Linked DNA regions of Sus scrofa: region 1 is linked to region 2. The links are chromatin contacts, called in public Hi-C maps. All regions are on one chromosome and are shown on one strand. Each heading gives the region's core, a stretch centred on a gene start, on an enhancer-like site or on the middle of the called end of the contact. The rest is flanking DNA. Distances are from core to core; before and after follow the strand shown.

What was found. A called contact is a pair of places that touch in the nucleus more often than the background predicts.
Region 1: a Hi-C map of alveolar macrophages shows a contact between it and region 2, with 1.7 times the contacts expected there. The contact joins the promoter of ATF7IP here to the enhancer-like site in region 2. A contact is called at or near these places in 2 of 5 promoter capture datasets (fetal liver and fetal skeletal muscle), 7 of 47 Hi-C or Micro-C datasets (alveolar macrophages, blood, epiblast stem cells and 3 more) and 1 of 2 datasets of contacts at active chromatin or transcription factors (alveolar macrophages).

The regions. Positions count from the first base shown.
Region 1 is chr5:58,146,526-58,151,645 of Sscrofa11.1, forward strand. ATF7IP (activating transcription factor 7-interacting protein 1) reads right to left here and starts at 3,455. Exons shown (of 15, transcript XM_003126462.5): 1 at 3,252-3,455.
Region 2 is chr5:58,088,510-58,093,582 of Sscrofa11.1, forward strand. It overlaps ATF7IP (activating transcription factor 7-interacting protein 1), which reads right to left. Exons shown (of 15, transcript XM_003126462.5): 2 at 2,877-4,459. The coding sequence starts at 4,452. Among named protein-coding and RNA genes, the nearest start is that of ATF7IP, 59 kb to the right of the region's middle. Within about 2 kb of position 3,727, at least 1 of the 83 cell types and tissues checked has an H3K27ac peak or open chromatin away from gene starts, as enhancers often do. A contact at or near this core is called in alveolar macrophages, where this site is marked.

The sequences.
Region 1 (5,120 bases), core at 2,205-4,704, 58 kb after region 2:
AAAATATTTAAAGCAAAAGGCTAATATCCATAAATAGCTGTTACAATAAGAAAAACATTAACATTCACTACAGAAAAATATGCAAAATAACTTCAGACAGAAAAGTCACCAAAAATGAGAAAGTTATTTATATATTAAATAAATTTCAACTTCACTAGTTATCAGAAAAAAAAAAAAAATTAAGGAGCTACTATTTTCAACCACCAAGTTGAAAGTGGTATGGGAAATGCTCTTCAAAAAAACTAAGTTTTTATCAATTTTGTAAATTACTTTCAGAGCAACAATAATTTCAAAGAAATACTATGAGACGCAGATCATGACTCATGTAGAGGATATTCACTGTAGTATTATTTAGAATACAGAAATTGTCAACAAAATGGTCAACAAAAAAGGAAAGGTTTAATAGGTCACAATACATTCTTATTAAAGATAAAAATACTATGTGGCCATTTAAAAATGTATGTCAAGGAGTTCCTGTTGTGGCTCAGTGGGTTAAGAATCTGATTAGTATCCATGAGGATGAAAGTTTCATCCCTGGCCTCGCTCAGTGGGGCACTGGCGCAAACTGAGGCATAGGTTGCACACACAGCTTAGATTTGGCATTGCTGTGGCTGTGGTAGAGGCCAGCAGTTGCAACTTCAATTTGACCCCTAGACTGGGACTTCCATTTGGATTTGATAACTTGGGATATTTTCACAAAATAAATATTATGTAATAATTAGAAAACATATTTCAAAAGAGTAAAATTGGTAAATAGCCACAATACGAAGTTAAAGGAGCAGGAATGAAATTATGATCCAAATGATAAACTAATTTATCAATCAATAAATGGGAAAGTCACAAAAATCACAAAAACATCTAGTGTGTTATCAATTTTCAACATTTTCCAAATGTGTTATAATAAGTTTTAAAAGTTTAATAAAGATATCACATATTCAAATCACAATTTAAAGAAAAAATATTCAAATCACAATTTAAAGAAAAAAGAAATGTTAATGGTTTCTGGTTCAATTATTCAAACCTTTTATTCCTAAACTAAATTTATATTTAAAATTTACAAACCTAAAAAGATTTCAAATGACACCCAGTAACTTAGTACTCATTCTGTAACCTAGTCTTAATGTTCATATATGCTACATATGGGTCATCATATCTCCTAAACTAAAATTCCAAAATATGCTTGTTATTGACAGAGTACTAGTGAACAAAGACTATATGTTCCGACAATTCATTAATATTAGTTTTAAGTTTACAGAACTATACTTGCCTTTCTAACAAACAAGACAATAAAACTGTCCAATAAATGTTTACATAGTACACTATGTTTTTCAGTGTTTTCAGTATCTCTTATGATCTTCAACATTAACATAAAAAGGCAATCATTGGTGTATGCAAATGAAAACATAAGCTTAAATATACAAACCAAAATACTTCACTTTCACAGAGGGAACCATGCCCTACGATAAAAGTTCTTTTCTTAACCTAAATATGTATGCGTATTCAGATAAACATATACATACACACAGATACAGAAAATACAACATATTTCCATCTCTAAAACACCTGCAACAATGTCTAGAGGGTGGTGGAGTATGCTGGATAACCACCCCCAAAGCATACAAGGGGAAAGATTACACAGTATCCCTCTAAATATATTTCTGGGTAGGAGACTTCAGAGGTCTGTAAATCATATCAACAACAAATGTTCTGTTGAGAAAAAAAAGAATTGTTCCTATCACTGCATTCTACCTCCTATGTGATGTCATTTTTTAAAAATTCAGCAACCAAAAGTTCAATTGCATCTACTTAGTACTTCTCAACAGTGCTTTAAGCAATAAAGGCCCTAAACCAACCAAGATTACAAAGCAACAGCCACTTCTTCGTTTGACAGGTGACTGACTTAGAGTTACATAACCAACCAAGAAAAACAACTGTTATATATACAAACCACAGATAAAGTTTATGACAACCATTTACAAGTTTTCAGTCCAGTAAGAAATAATTTGCACAACAGTAAAATTATATCAAATTGTATAAAACTTCTCCCAGAGGCTCATATAAGATTCAAATATAATGACACTAACATTTTAAACTAAAATAATAAGTAGCACACTTATAACTACTTCTTTAAGAAACTACTTCTTTTAAGAAACTACTTCTTTAAGAAACCAGGAACACACAATTTTAAAAAATCAAACACAATTTTATCTTATATGTATAAATGACATTTTTTTAATCAACTGTTTTCTTGATGGTTCACGATGTCCTAATAAAGGCCTCAGTGTAGTTGAGAGTTCTTTGCAGAATTCTTTAACAGAAAAATGTATCAAGTTTTAGTGTTCTATTTCACATATCATTACAAACAAAACGCTAAGAAAATGACTTAATTTTAAAAGTCAGAGTAATAAAAATAATCTAACTGCAGCGGTAATGGACAAGTGACAGGGAGAGAAAAAATGTGAAACTCAAATGCATGAAAGATCAAAAGTACACACTGATTAAAACTTCACTAAGGATCAAATATTTTTAAAAAATAAATACGCAAGTAGATTGAGGTTTCCTTTCAAACGTTATATAAGTTCTTCCAAAGCTCCTTGCCTTCATATTTCCAAAATTCAAACTGTTTCCATTTTGAAAACATTCCATAACAGGACTGGTAAAAATAGGGTTAAAAATGTATTTGCAAATATGCAGTTCAAATAAATGCACTTCCCGTGATAACACCACTAGGTGCTGATCTTTATCTCCCTAAATATACAATTGAATCCAGCACTGTCCCAAAAGTGAAATTAAAATCGAGAACCACAAGTGGGCAATCATTTTTACAGAAAACTAAGTACACAGCTTCTCAAAGAATCGGAGAAATATCATAAAAAAGTCTGAGGTCGGTACAGGAATACAACATAAGAGAAACGTTTTTCTTGAAAAGTGAGGGAATTTAAGCGTAACAAAATGAAACCCCTCAAGAATGAGGAAAATTAAATCTAGAACCCGAATGGCGTCCAACAAGAACATTAGATCTTGAAAATGAATATTGCGCTTGCGCAGCCACCGCCCCGCCAGCTGCACAACTGCAGCTAGAGCCCGACCCCGCAAGATCACGTGCTCCCATGCAGCGTCCGCCCGCAGCTCCGCAACCGCGCAGGCGCAACACAACTCCCGCAGCCGCCATAATGCGGTCTTGACTCTTCAGAAATACAATAGTAATTTAAGAAAATGTTGTTCTATCAGCCCAAGGGACTCAAAGATACCTTTTGGGGCGGGAGATGAGGGAGGGGGAACCAAGTTCCTTCCTACAGAGTCGCCCGGCGCAGCCGTCCCCTCCGCTGCCGCCTCAGTCTCGCGCGCTTCAGTCTCCGCGCCGCGCCGCGCCGCGCCGCCGCCGCCGCCGCCGCCGCCTCCGCAGATTCAAAAACAAACCCGCTTCTCCCTTGCACGCGCCGGGGCCGTTATGCAAATCATTATAGGCGGGGCTCAGTGGTCGTAATATTGGCCACGCCCACTGTGCTTTCATCCAATAGGCTCACGGAATGGCCGTTCCCCATGCAAATCTTCTGGTTTTTTATTTGAATGAGAAATATTGGCCCCGCCTCCCGCCGTGGAAAAGAGAAGGAAGTCTGAGGTGGTGGCGCTGCGCCTCTGTGTTGCAGTGAGGTGTGTATTATGAGTGGAGCTTTGCTCAACTAGTGAGTAGTACTTTGTGAGCGCCCTCTATGAGCCTTAGAAAAGAAGGAAGGAAGGAAATAAGTGGGTGAAAGTTAAAAAGCTGAGGAAAAGATTTTCAAAAAAGGCTGGAGCATGTTGATTTATCATTTGTGTTAGCTTACAAAATATACTTTAAACTGTTTAAGTCATGAGGGAATGGCGCAAACACATCTTTTCTTTCCGTTGTTCTGTGTCAGAGCAAGCGCTTCTAGTCATACCCTTCCACCAGAAGTTGTATCCCTGTTATACAGTTTTATAATTGGGAGCCAACAAGTAATGAAGGCCACAAGGTGTAATGAAGAAGATGCAAGTATATTTGTTGGAAGATCTAGGCTCACGTCCAGCTTACATACCTGTTTCTTGGAATAAGTGTTTTACTCAATTTTCTCATGCCTGTAATTCAAATGGTTTGAGAGGGCAAAATGGTAGGATAACCCGTAAATGTGTTTTGCAAAGCAAAACAGCCTGAGAAGTAGATCGAGAGGATTTTAATATCACTTCTCTCTGAAATTAATCTACTCATTCAATATTTAATTAGCAATTCCTGTGTTCCAGACCCATATTAGGTGCCTGTCCTCAAGCAGTCTATTACAGTGGAGAAGACAAAAAAGTAAACAGGAAGAATTTGTAAGTAATAAGAAATCAGTATATGGTGGTTAATTATTTTTATAATTTGGGTCCTTCAACTTAGAAATACTGCCTGGCTTTTAGGAGAAACCCCTCATCCATAGTTAGAGAATCAGCAGTGCCTTCCCAGAAGAGGTCATCACTAACATGAGAATTGATTTAATAGGGTTCCCTTGTCTAAAAGTTGGATTTTATTGTAAGAACAAACAATGAGGAATAATTTAAAAGGTTTTAAGTTAGGAAATAACACAATTAGATTTTCATTGCTTAATTGCTAAGCTTTGTAAAGTCCTTGGTACTGAACATAGTACATGGGTGCACAAAAAGTTACAAATAGAGGCTCAGTTATAACAAAGTATGTATTATAATTTATTTTGTACATAGTGCTCAATTATAAGTTAGATGTTCAATACCAATATTTAAAATTCCATTCTATAATTAGAGAAATGGGATTGGAAGAAGGTTTCATTCATTAGGTTTCTCCTTGACTTCTATAAGCACATACAAAGGAATCTTTTTTTTTTTTTTTTTTTTTTTTGTCTTTTGTCTTTTGTCTTTTTAGGGGCCACACCCACAGCATATGGAGATTCCCAGGCTAGGGGTTGAATTGGAGCTGTAGCCACCAGCCTATGCCACAGCCACAGCAAAGGGTTCCAAGCTGCGTCTGCGACCTACACCACAGAGTTAACTAGATCCTTACTTAACCCACTGAGCAAGGCCAGGGATCAAACCCAGGTCCTCATGGGCATGGATACTGGTCAGGTTCATTAACCACTAAGCCATGATGG
Region 2 (5,073 bases), core at 2,477-4,976:
CATGTGTACCTCCTCTAGCGTTTGAATTTTCTCAGAGAGAAACATTTTTCCTAGCCTTCTTAAACAGACTATAATTTTAAACAGTTATACTTGGGTGTAAGTAACTGTTATCAGTTATTATTATAGTATTATGTAACAATACTACAGTGCTTTCAGGCCTATTAAGGAATACCTGTGACACTTTTATAGATCATTCATCTATCTTTGTAAAATTAAAATAGTTTTTCTATTTGTTTTCTAATATCTTTCATTATTTTGTTTGCTGTTCACACTCATCAAAACTGCTGTATTTGAACAAATTTGCGAAAGAATCACCTGAAATAGTACAGCACATAAATGTTAGCACTTAGAAAAGCCAGACTCTGATTTGTAATTGTGTTCTGAAAACATTAAAAATTAGTCAAGAATGAAGAATCTAAAGAAAGTAATTTCTCAACAGATGAACAGCAACAAATCAGTAGAAACGCATTCTCTTACCATATAAAGAGGACAGAGATCAGTTTAAGAACCAGTGAAGAAACCATACCTCAACCTACAATATACAAAACTTTTTTTAGGACAGGGGACAGAAAATAAAAGTTCAGTTACCAGCTAAGAAATTAAATCTATCACTAAACTTCTGCTAATTGCATACAATCAAATAAAAGTCTGTAAGTGACCAAAAATAAACCCAACCCTGAATTTTCAAAGTATGGAACAGGAATGGCTTAATATTCATCTTTTTGCATTTAATGGCACTGTGTGGAAAGGATGGCCTCCAATATCCAAGAATCTAACATAAACATAAAATATATAAACTCATTAAATAACAAGCTTCAATTTGTGATGACTTTTTTTTTTTTTTTTTTCTTTTTGTCCTTTTGCCATTTCTAGGGCTGCTACCGCAGCATATGGAGGTTCCCAGGCTAGGGGTCTAATCAGAGCTGTAGCCACTGGCCTACACCAGAGCCACAGCAACGTGGGATCCGAGCCACGTCTGCAACCTACACCACAGCTCACGGCAATGCTGGATCGTTAACCCACTGAGCAAGGGCAGGGACCAAACCCGCAACCTCATGGTTCCTAGTCGGATTCGTTAACCACTGCACCACGATGGGAACTCCTGTGGTGACTTCCTTATAAAGATTATCAGAGGTTTTGTTCAAGGACTTGCCCTGATATCACTTACTATCTATATACTTAATTGGAAAATGAGTGAAATTCACCCTACACGGTGTTACCTATTCTCTAAAATGTAAATTTCATCATGTCATTCTCCTCTACTTGAAATCATTCAATGGCTCCCCAGTACTAGAACATGTTAAACATTGTAAGCAAGGTCCTCCACGACAGTCTTTTCTTACATTACCAATAATTTAATTAATTCCAAAAATATGTACTGAGCACTAATTGTGACCTAAATAAGCATTTTTTTGGCCTGATGATGATGGCTCAGAGCAGAGGTGATAGCAATGAAGATGCTAAGAGGCTTTATTCTAGATCTTTTCTGGAGGTAGAAACAATAGGATTTCCTGACAGACTGGATGTGGGATATAAAAGAAAAAAAAGTAAGAATGGCTCCAAGATTTCTGGCCTGTATAAGTAGAATGGAGACACAATTCAGAAGGACTACCTTCATTAAAACTCTATAATGAACAATGAAAGGAAAGTGCTTTCCTGAATACCCGTATATTCTCAAAAAGTTACTCTCCTCTAAACTCCCAGAATACTAATTTAACATTATTACTATATTCACAACCTTGTATTTAATGGCTTTTGATTTAATTCTTGTCAGAATTCTCAGGGCAAATAATAAGTTTTACCTTTAAATCCCCAAGCCAAGAAGATCCTGGCCTTTCTATACACATAGGTTGAATGAGTGAATGAGAATGCTCTTTAGAAATGAAGTCAACTTTTAGTAAGAAAAATTGACATGGGGGGGGTCTCTGTATCTTCTAGGCCTGCCTTTTTTTTCTCCCTTTGAACAAACTAAAAACCAGATGTTATGCCTCTTGTTACAAGGTTACTCTTCTCCCAGGGCTCTGAGGGTAAGAAAATGTGATACAATGAGAACATAAGGGTATTCTATGCCAGTCTGAAAGAAACTGAGCAAAGTTTCACATAGGAATGATGTTGGGAGTTTTTCTCATTCTCTCCTTAGAGAGATGGGAAAGATAGACACTGACCAAATCACGAAGTTTATACACTTTTTATATAACAAGTTTGAAACTACCCTAAAGTAATAAGGATCTAATGAAAGAGAGGAACACAATCAAATAAAAGATTTGAATTAGAGACCATACAGAGAATGAGGGGAGTAGGTTGGGCAGAATCAAGAAGGCTGAAGAAGCAAATGGATAAAGTCTTTATCAAACAGATAATTAGGCCTCCAGATTTCTGGCTTCCAGCAATGGTGGTATCATTCCCTGGCAAAGATTATTAAAAGAATCATATGCCAACAGGAAAATTAATCGTAAAATGAGATTTGTTACATTTGAAGCAAATAAACCAGTAGGCTGTTAGAGTCAAAGTATTTGGTTGCTATGTGGTAAGAAGAACAATTACTAGGATTTTGATAAATTATGTACTGGAAATTGCTATGTCATAGTGTTATATTGGTTCACCTTATCTCTGTTCCCAGCCTATAGGCCCCTTAAGGGCAAGGGCCATATTTTACTTATTTTATCTCACTTCTCAGCACTTCACACAATGCTGCTCTCAGAGTGGTTCTTTGTAAATTCTGAATTCTGTGAAGTTAAGAATCCATGAAATTAAGAGATTACACTAGTCACCACCATTCTCAACTTTCTCTGCAACTAGAAGAAATTTAAAACTTCATGAGAATGTTTTACTGAGCAGTTTATTAAAGCTAATCAAAATTTAAATAATATTCTAACCTGGAGAGCATGTCTCATTTTGTGATATAACTTCAGACTCATCTTTTTCACCCGAAACATCCTCTTCATCAGAGAGGACCAAAAAGGCTTCTTTTGGTAAACTCTCACTACTGTCTTGTTTAGATGGTGAACCAAAAGAACCTTCCATCTTCTCTTCCAAATCTGTATTTGTCTCATCAATTGGAAGGAGAGAAGCTTTAGAAAAGCAAGTAAGTTCATCTTCAGCAGGTGCAAGCTTTTCCAAAATAGGAATAATTTCATCTGTCTCCATAGAATCTGTATTTTCTAAGATATTCTCATTTTTGTCATCTTTCATAACATTTTCACTAATCGTTTCTGCAAGGTCTGAAGAATTTTCTTCTTGATTCTTTTCACTTTGGTCAATTTCCATACTGCTAGATATAGCCTCCTCTCCAAGAGCAGATTCTGTAATGGCATCTTCTTCTACCTTCTTTTCAGGAGACAGATCTGAAGAAATAATTGTATCATCTGTTTCTAGAGCCTCTTCATCAGCATCAATATTACTATCAGCTTTATTTTTCTCATCAAATGAGAAAATTTGATCTAACTTTTCATCATCCCCCTTTTTCTCAAGAAAATCATCATTTTTATTGCTACAGGACTCTGCACTGTCAGTTTCAGGAACTGGTTCACAAACTGGCACAGAACTTGGTTCAAAGGTGGGATCAATGCCTGATTCAGAAGATGGTTCATCAGAAGTTGGTTCATCAGAGGCTGGGTCAACAGAATCTGAATCACCAGGAGCTGGATCACCAGAAGCCAGATCGCCAGAGGCTGGATCATCAGAGGCCAGTGATCCAGAGGCCAGATCACCAGAAGCTGGCTCATCAGAGGCTGAATCAATGGAGACCCGTTCAGTGGAGACTGATTCACCAGGGACTGGTACACCAGGGAGTGAGTCACTGGAGACCAGTTCACCAGAGACTGTCTCACTGGAGACCAGTTCAGTGGTGACCATTTCACCGGAGATCAGTTCACTACAGGCAAGATTACCAGAGACAGCATCACCAGAGGCAGGATCAACAGAGGCGGGATCAACAGAGGTGGGATCCACAGAAGTGAGATCACCAGAGGTTAACCCTTCAGAGGCCAGATCTCCAGAGGCAGAATCTCCAGAGCCTGTACCTCCAACAGCCAGATCGCTGGAGGCTATATCACCAGAAGACGGTTCAGCAGTCAGTTTAGAAACTAGTTCAGGAGTTATATTATTAGGAAACAAAGGTTCACATTTCAAATCATCATCCTGCTTGTTTTTTACATTAACATTTAAGGTACAGGGTGTTTCTTTCCACTCTGATTTACTTTTTTCAGAGTCAAAACAAAGCTCTTCTTCAATGCCATTCACCTCTTCCTTGTCATTAATATAATCCATATTTTCCAAAGGTGAGGTTGGGTCCAAATCACCATTTTCATGGTTGCCATTTAACAGCTTGACATCAGTTTTCAACAGTTCTTCTTTGACCTTGTACACTGCTTCAAGTTGTTGACGATCACTCACTCTCATTGTTTTTCGAGCCTTAAAGACTTTTTTCTGTGGTTCTTCTATACCATCCATTTTGAATCTTTAAAAAGAAAGAGAGAGATAGAGTTTAATAATTGAAACAGAAGTCACCTAATTATAGACTTACTATAAACTGATCTTCTAAGCAAGCAGCACTTTATGTAATTTTGAAATAGTGACATATAAAAAAGCATAATCCTTGCTATGTTTTAATTTTCATATTTATTGCTTTTACATAGTATGAAATTGATAATAGATATAGTTCATAAAAGATTACTAGGCAGTATTAGGGAAAAAGTGACTAATTCCTAGTTTTCACTCTCAGTAAGCTAATAGATTCAGAGTCTGGAAGAGCTACATAAGCATAAAAATATACATGAAGTAAAAAAGTAGTTGTGTAAGGAAAAATAAAAGTATGAGAATAAAAGCAGTAGGAGAATCAAAGAGAGGTATAGAGATAAGGGGAAAAAACACAGGAGAATTAAGAAACAGAAGAGTACATCTGCAACCAAGGATATCTAAATTAACAATTGTAAACATATCAATAAGAGATTACTATCAAGAAAGTAAAAAGACAACTCACAATAGAAGGAAATACAGTTGACCCTTGAATATTAGGAGCTTGAATTTCATAGGTTCACTTAAACTTGGATTTTTTTTTTCAATAAAAACATA